2 separate regions of the Arachis hypogaea genome follow, and region 1 is linked to region 2. The links are chromatin contacts, called in public Hi-C maps. All regions are on one chromosome and are shown on one strand. The core of a region is the stretch at or near the end of the contact, and the rest is flanking DNA. Distances in the headings are between cores, read along the strand shown. Region 1 holds the start of LOC112727223 (probable histone H2B.3). Region 2 holds the start of LOC112727220.

The links. Hi-C and Micro-C count contacts between places; a contact is called where the count stands out from the background.
Region 1: a Hi-C map of an unstated tissue shows a contact between it and region 2, with 4 times the contacts expected there. The contact joins the promoter of LOC112727223 here to the promoter of LOC112727220 in region 2. A contact is called at or near these places in 4 of 8 Hi-C or Micro-C datasets (leaf and an unstated tissue).

The regions. Positions count from the first base shown.
Region 1 is chr12:27,999,532-28,003,138 of arahy.Tifrunner.gnm2.J5K5, reverse strand. LOC112727223 (probable histone H2B.3) reads right to left here and starts at 1,439. Exons shown (of 1, transcript XM_025776897.3): 1 at 545-1,439. The coding sequence starts at 1,120. The coding sequence ends at 704.
Region 2 is chr12:27,830,394-27,834,272 of arahy.Tifrunner.gnm2.J5K5, reverse strand. It overlaps LOC112727220, which reads right to left and starts at 2,180. Exons shown (of 9, transcript XM_025776890.3): 1 at 1,683-2,180; 2 at 324-404; 3 at 172-203. The coding sequence starts at 397.

The sequences.
Region 1 (3,607 bases), core at 190-2,689, 170 kb before region 2:
TGAATGTTGTGGTATCTATCCTATTTTAGTACACTTTAACATGATGTTGAATCATAAATAATAGCATATACAAACAGATACTCACAAACACTAACTTTGTTGTCTTATATAAAATAAAAGGTAAACCGAAGAAAACCATGTAACTAAATTACATAGAATAACTGAATAAGTAGATAGCTCACCCAAAAGGTTATAAACCAGGCCACATTACATTCATACAGATTTGACCAACATAAACAGACAAAACACACCTTGCATGTCATCACAGTCTATAAAATTTATTGAAAACAAAGCCCTTGGTATTTGAAGCACAAATAACCTACCAATTTAATGAGAATTAACATCCAAAGAATCAAGACCAAGTTCCGATATCAACCATCCTAAGTTCCTAACAAAATCTATTCCACATCAAATTATCAACATCAAATTCTATAACATAAAATCCTAAATTCTTATTCAGAGCTTAGTTCCTCACCAATAACTGTATTTTGCGAATTGCATGTCAAAGAGGAAAGAGGAAAAGAAGGAGACAAACACACAGTGATTATTCCAAAGAACACCTTCCATTAACAACTGTTCAGAACATTACATCTACATACTAATAATATTAAATTTAAAAGAAAAATAAAAGCACATCTCCCGTAAAAACCCTAGATCCATGATTCATCCAGAAGCCGAAACCCTAGAAAAATCCCCAAACATTTTACGAACTGGTGAACTTAGTCACCGCTTTGGTCCCTTCAGAAACGGCATGCTTCGCCAACTCACCAGGGAGCACCAACCGTACGGCAGTTTGGATCTCCCTCGAAGTAATCGTCGGCTTCTTGTTGTACCTGGCGAGTCTAGAAGCTTCCTGAGCGAGCTTCTCGAAGATATCGTTGATAAAACTGTTCATTATTCCCATGGCTTTGCTCGAGATTCCGATGTCAGGGTGAACCTGCTTCAAAACCTTGAAGATGTAGATCTTGTAAGTCTCAACGCTCTTCTTCACTCTCTTCTTCTTCTTATCGCTACTTCCTTCCTTCGAGATCTTCTTCTCCGCCTTCGGTTTCTTCTCCGCTGGTGCTTTCTCCGCGGGTTTCTTCTCTGCTGGCTTCTTCTCTGCCTTCGCCGGAGCCATTGTTGGAAGAAGAAAAAAAGAACGGTGGTTCGAGGGTTAAATTGCGTGTGCGAGTTGAGAAGAGAGTGTAGGTTAGATGAAGAATGAAGGTATTGTAGTGGGAATATATATAGGGATGAGAAATGGATCCTGATTGGTTGGTGTGGTTTTTTGAGGATTGATGACGTGGTTTGTTTTGTATTCATTGAATGGGGGTTTAACATTTTGATGGCTGAGATTACACCTTTTGAGGATTTTGGGTTTTCGCTTTCCAGCGCGCGGAATAGTTGCGGATCCGGAGTTTGGTCGCTCCGGCGTTCAAGGAAAGATATTTAAATTTTAAAAAGTTGAAATTAAAAGAGAGTAAAATATTAGAGTAGATACTATCATCAAAATTTTATAATTATCTTTATATGAAGATGTTGTTATAAAATAAATAAATAACTAAGAAAAAAGTAATAAATATAAAATAAAAAAGTATAAATAAAAGACTTTAGTATTAATATTCACTATAAATAATATCTCAATATAATAAAAATTATATATATATATATATATATATATATTACTGATATAGTAGCGTATATAAAAAGAGAGAATAATATTTCAGCAGTATAAAAGAGAGAATTCTATTAATTATTGTTGTGTTGTATGTAAGGCTATGAGGTCTTATTTATAGGTGTACAAATTCAACCGTTATTAAAGGTTGGTCTTTGTAATAGTCTCAAATCTCTTTTTTGAAAACTTCGGCCGTCCATATCATTAATGGGCATCCATCTCATATTTTTATCACAACACTCCCCTTAGATGACTATTTAAGATTATGCCTCGTTAAAACCTTATTAAAGAAAAACCCAATGGGAAAAAAACTTTAGGGAAGGAAAAAGAGTACAGTATCCTTTGTGATGGGGACTGCCTCATTAAAAACCTTGTCAAGAAAAACCAAATAGGAAAAAAACCTAACCAAGGAAAAAGAGTACAGTCTCCCCCTCTTGTCGACATCATTTAATGTCTCGAAATCGGGGCATCCTAATCTCATGTACCAATCTTTCAAAGGAGGATTTTGGGAGTGACTTTGTAAATAAATCTGCCAGATTATCATTTGAGCGGACCTGTTGGACATCAACTGTCCCTTGATTTTAAAAATCATGAGTGAAGAAGAATTTGAAATAAATATGCTTTGTTCTATCGCCTTTGATATATCCGCCCTTAAGTTGAGCAATGAATGTTGTATTATTTTCAAACAGGACAGTTGGAGCTATCTTCTGATCAATCAGTCCACATGATGACAGAATATATTGGATCAAACTCTTGAGCCAAAAACACTCGCAACTTGCTTCATGAATCGCTAGTATTTCAGCATGATTTGAGGATGTTGCCGCAATCGTCTGTTTTGTGGACTTTCATGATATAGCTGTACCATCATATATGAATAGGTATCCTGTTTGAGATCTCCCTTTATGTGGATCAGACAAATATCCAGCATCTGCATAGCCAACTAATTGTGACTTGGATCCATATGGATAAAACAATCCCATATCAACCGTTCCATGAAGATATCGAAAGATTTGTTTGATTCCACTACAATGACTTCTGGTTGGAGAGGAACTATACCTTGCTAGTAAGTTCACAGCAAATGATATATCGGGTCGTGTGTTATTAACAACATACATTAGTGCTCCAATGGCGCTAAGATATGGTACTTCAGGGCCAAGGATATCTTCATTTTCTTCTTTAGGACGGAATTGATCATTTTCCACATCCAAATATCTTACGATCATTTGGGTACTTAATGGATGTGACTTATCCATATATCGGGTCGTGTGTTATTAGCAACATACATTAGTGCTCCAATGGCGCTAAGATATGGTACTTCAGGGCCAAGGATATCTTCATTTTCTTCTTTAGGACGGAATTGATCATTTTCCACATCCAAATCTTACGATCATTTGGGTACTTAATGGATGTGACTTATCCATATAAAATCTCTTCAAGATATTTTCTGTGTATGTTGTTTAATGATTGAAGATCCTATTTTTTTGTATGCTCGATCTGCAAGCCGAGACAAAATTTAGTTTTTTCAAGATCTTTCATCTCAAACTCTTCTTTTAGAGTTTTTATAATTGTTGGAATCTCTTTACGAGTTCCAATGATATTTAAATCATCAACGTATACAACAATTATAATGGATCCAGATGCATATTTCTTTATAAAAACACACGAGAAATATCATCATTCTTAAATCCATTTTTGGCCAGATACTCAGTAAGACGATTATACCACATTCGTCCAGATTGCTTTAGACCATATAAAGATCTTTGCAATTTGACTAAGTATAACCCTTGTGAATATTCATTGGATGGTTTAGATATCTTTAGTCCTTCGGGGACTTTCATATAGATATCACGATCTAATGAGCTATTGGTGCACGAAATTGTGATGTCCAGGCTCGAACAATCCCTAGTAATGGCTCCAAAGCTTGGTGCTTTGATCTTAATTCATAATTGT
Region 2 (3,879 bases), core at 931-3,430:
CACACACACGCATCCCTTTAGAGTAAAACTCCAATCTTGTCTCCAACAAAAAAACACAGGAAAGAGTTATCTATCTCGATAGATCCCTTTCCATGCATTGCATCAAACAAGTAATAGGCAAACAAATAAGGTGAGGATTTACAAGTTAATAACAAACATTCGGCATCATACCTTTGTGATTCTTGAAACATGCCAGAGAACAACTACAATAATCAAGCCAAAAAACTAACATCAAATAGAAGCAATTATTTTTCCTAAAATTGTTTTAAAAATAAAATAAAATAAAAACGATAAAAACTTGTGGGTTTTACAGTTTTACTTACTAAGGCACATAACATGAAGGGCACTTGTACTTGGATTGTGCTTCGTTGCAAACTTGGCATTGTTTAAGACCCATTGAACTTCTATACAAAAATAGAAAAAAAAATGATTAAAAGAATAATAATAAGGTAATCTCAAAGTTTTTTATTGTGGATGGCTGCTCATAGCGGTGAGCCAAAAATCCGCCATAACATTATGTCGTATGACGATGCGGCAAATGGTGGATGACCTAAAAATTAGGTGTACATGCACAAAAAATGCAAAAAAACTGCACATGTAATAAATTATAAAATCTAATCGATATAAGCGATTTTCTACTCATAAGGCATGCAATTAATTCAACAAATTTAGTAGCAAATTCAACAAATAAACATATCATCAAGTCATAACACACCAAAAAACATTAAACATAGAACTTAAATACTGAAAACTAAGAAACTGAAATAAAGGATGGAAAAAGGGAGGTTTACAATTTATAACACTGAAACAGAGGGGAAAATACAACAAAACACCAGAGATCAGAGACAAAGCTTAAAACCATTCCCCTAGATAAGCACAAAGAATCACCTAGAAGAACAAGTCAACAAGTCAAAATCTTCTACTCCATCAGATAATCATAATCATCTAACGGTAACACAAAGAAAGCATCACGAGCTTGAGTCATCATTTCAAATAGTAACAGCAGCAGTATTAAAATTAGGGTTCAAATCACCAAAAACGCTAAAACAGCAGAAGTATTAACTTGTGGAGCTGACATAGATTCGACTCATGAATTAACTTGTAGACTCGTACGAATTTATTTGATATGAATTTTATAAAAAATTATTATTATTATTATATATATATATATATACATAAATCTAGCCATTCAAAATTAACAATATTAACCTTAAAGCATAATAAACTAAAATAGCAACACACATCATAACAAATGTTTTCGAACACATTCATCCTTTACAAGTATTCTTATATAATTAGTACAACATAAAATACACATAATTAAAAAATCTAAATCCGTAATACTAAATCGGTAATTGAAAATTGAACAATATCAAATAATCAAATTAGAGACCCCAAAAAAAATTATAAATTATACTAACACTGTAATTTACAAAATCTGCAATACTAAAAGCAATAAAATAAAATTCATAAATCTTTAGCTCTAAACAACCAAAATAATAAAAATTTGACAATTAAACATTCAATTCAAGTTCAACATCTTATTTACAGTTTACAATTAACTCTAACCAAATCAATTAATTACTAACCGCCATGAACGGATGAACCATCTGACCATCTAACATAAATTATAAGCAATAGGCTAAAATTAAAAGCAATAAAATTTAAAAAGCAAAAAATACCTAAATTAACAAGCAGAGGCTCAAAGAAAGGGCAAAGGAATCCCCGACGGTGAGAGTGCAGCAGGCAGCAGCGACGGCGAGGGTGCAGCAGGCAGCAGCGACGGCGAGGGTGCAGCAGGCAGCAGCGACGGCGAGGGTGCAGCAGGCAGAAGCGACGGCGAGGATACGGCAGGCAGCAGCGACGGCGAGGGTGCAGCAGGCAGAAGCGACGGCGAGGATACGGCAGGCAGCAGTGACAGCGAGGATGCCCCTTTAACGTGAAGTTAGATTAAATGAGAACGCAGGGTCTCGGCCAAGGAGGTGCGACGAACAGTGGTGACAGCGGCGTCGCAAAGAGGAGTGAGTGAGGGTGAGGTTGGGAACGGCGCAGAGGAGAGGACGGAAAGGAGTGAATGAGGGGGGAGGCCTGAGTGTTTAGTGTAACTGTAACCCCAGAAACTCAGAAAGGCGTGTTTTCTGCCTTAACAATTATCTCGAATGAGAACGAAATTTTTTACCAAAAAAAATTTAACTCGGCCCCATAATTAATTCAAAAGGATTAGGTCTCTGTACCAAAAAAAAATTAATATTTTTGTTGGCACATAAGTTAACCAATTCCACAAAAAAAAGAATTAGAGTCGAATTGGATATTTTTTTTTATGGGTCTCGTTGTCTTTTCAAAATAATTATCAGAAGTCGAGTATTCACTCTTTTTTTTTTGGATTAATTACCAAATCAGTTCCGAATATTTTTAAAGTTTATAAATGTCTTACTTCTATTTTTATGTAGAAGTACCATTAACCAACGCTAAAATATTTATAAAAAATTATATTTTTTATTTTTGAAAAAATAAATAATTAAATATTAATTTTTTTGTAATTTTTTTTATTTTATTTCCAGATTCAAAGAAGATATTTTTAGCTCTATTAAATTTTTGCCTCTTTCACTCAATTATTTATTTTATGTTTTTCTTTATTTGTAGTCTCGTTCATTTTTTGATTTTTTTTTTTTGTATTGTACTTGTTTTATTATCTTCGACACCACAATATGTTTTCGTTGCCGCTGTTACACTCGAGTTAACTAAATTGGTACATTGGCCAAATCTATTCAGACTGCACTTAATTCAAAAACAACAATTTAGAATGTCATAATTAGTCATTAAAATAGTGAGACTGAAGATAACTTCATAACTGATCTCTCTGTCAGCTTGACCAATAGACATGTTTTATTTTTTTAATATATTTATTTGGGTACTTAATATTTTACTATTGTAAATTGTACCATGTTATGGCTTGTGTTGATGGTTCGAGCTTTTGTCATCTAAATTAAGGTTGGGACTCCTTGTCGAAGTAAGTGATTGACAAAGTATAATCAGATAATTGGTATTTTGTGCTAATTTTCTCCTCTTTGCTTTAAGATTTTAGCATAGACTATAAGCTATAACATTAGTATTGTAAAATAACTCAAAAATTCTTAGGACTAAATTATCATAACTTGTTTTATTAAAATTTCACTATATACTCTTTTTTTACTTTGAGACTGACTATTTTTATCTTGAGCTAGCATGAAAAAGATTAGTTTAATTAAACAAATTGAATATCATTATACCAGACTCAGAATAAACAACTAATGTGTAATAATTCTATTTAGTTTTTGGTTTTGAAACTTGAATTTTGATAGAAAATAAAAAATCATCGTTATCCTTGAAAAAAAAATTAATTGCTTCTTTGAATTCAATTGTTATATAATGTACTGTGTGATCATTAGTTATTATTTATTGGAATGATTTAAAGAATCTTTCTCTTCAAAACATTGTTCCATATCTTTTCATCTTCTTTGCATTGAAGAGAAACTTGGAAGCGTGCGATATGATGATGAAGCTTTTAGATCATCTTAGAATGAATAAGTGCTAATCTCAAATATGTATCTTAAAATATTATTTCTGCAAGAGTCATTATCATCATTGATTAAGTTAAGAAAACAAACATGACCAAAGTAAATCCAGAGTTTTGAGAGCTGCAATTGATGGATTTAGCCTCCAAATGTGTGTTCGTTTTGAACTGAAATAATTATTAAAGGAATAAAAAATTTGGGCTTGGTGAAGCTGCTATTGTAATGTGAAGAAGTAGCTTAATGTAACTTCATGCAAGAATTATAGGTACAATTTTTATATAAATCTACTTGATGAGTTAATTCGAATTTGTGTTCTTTTGGATGA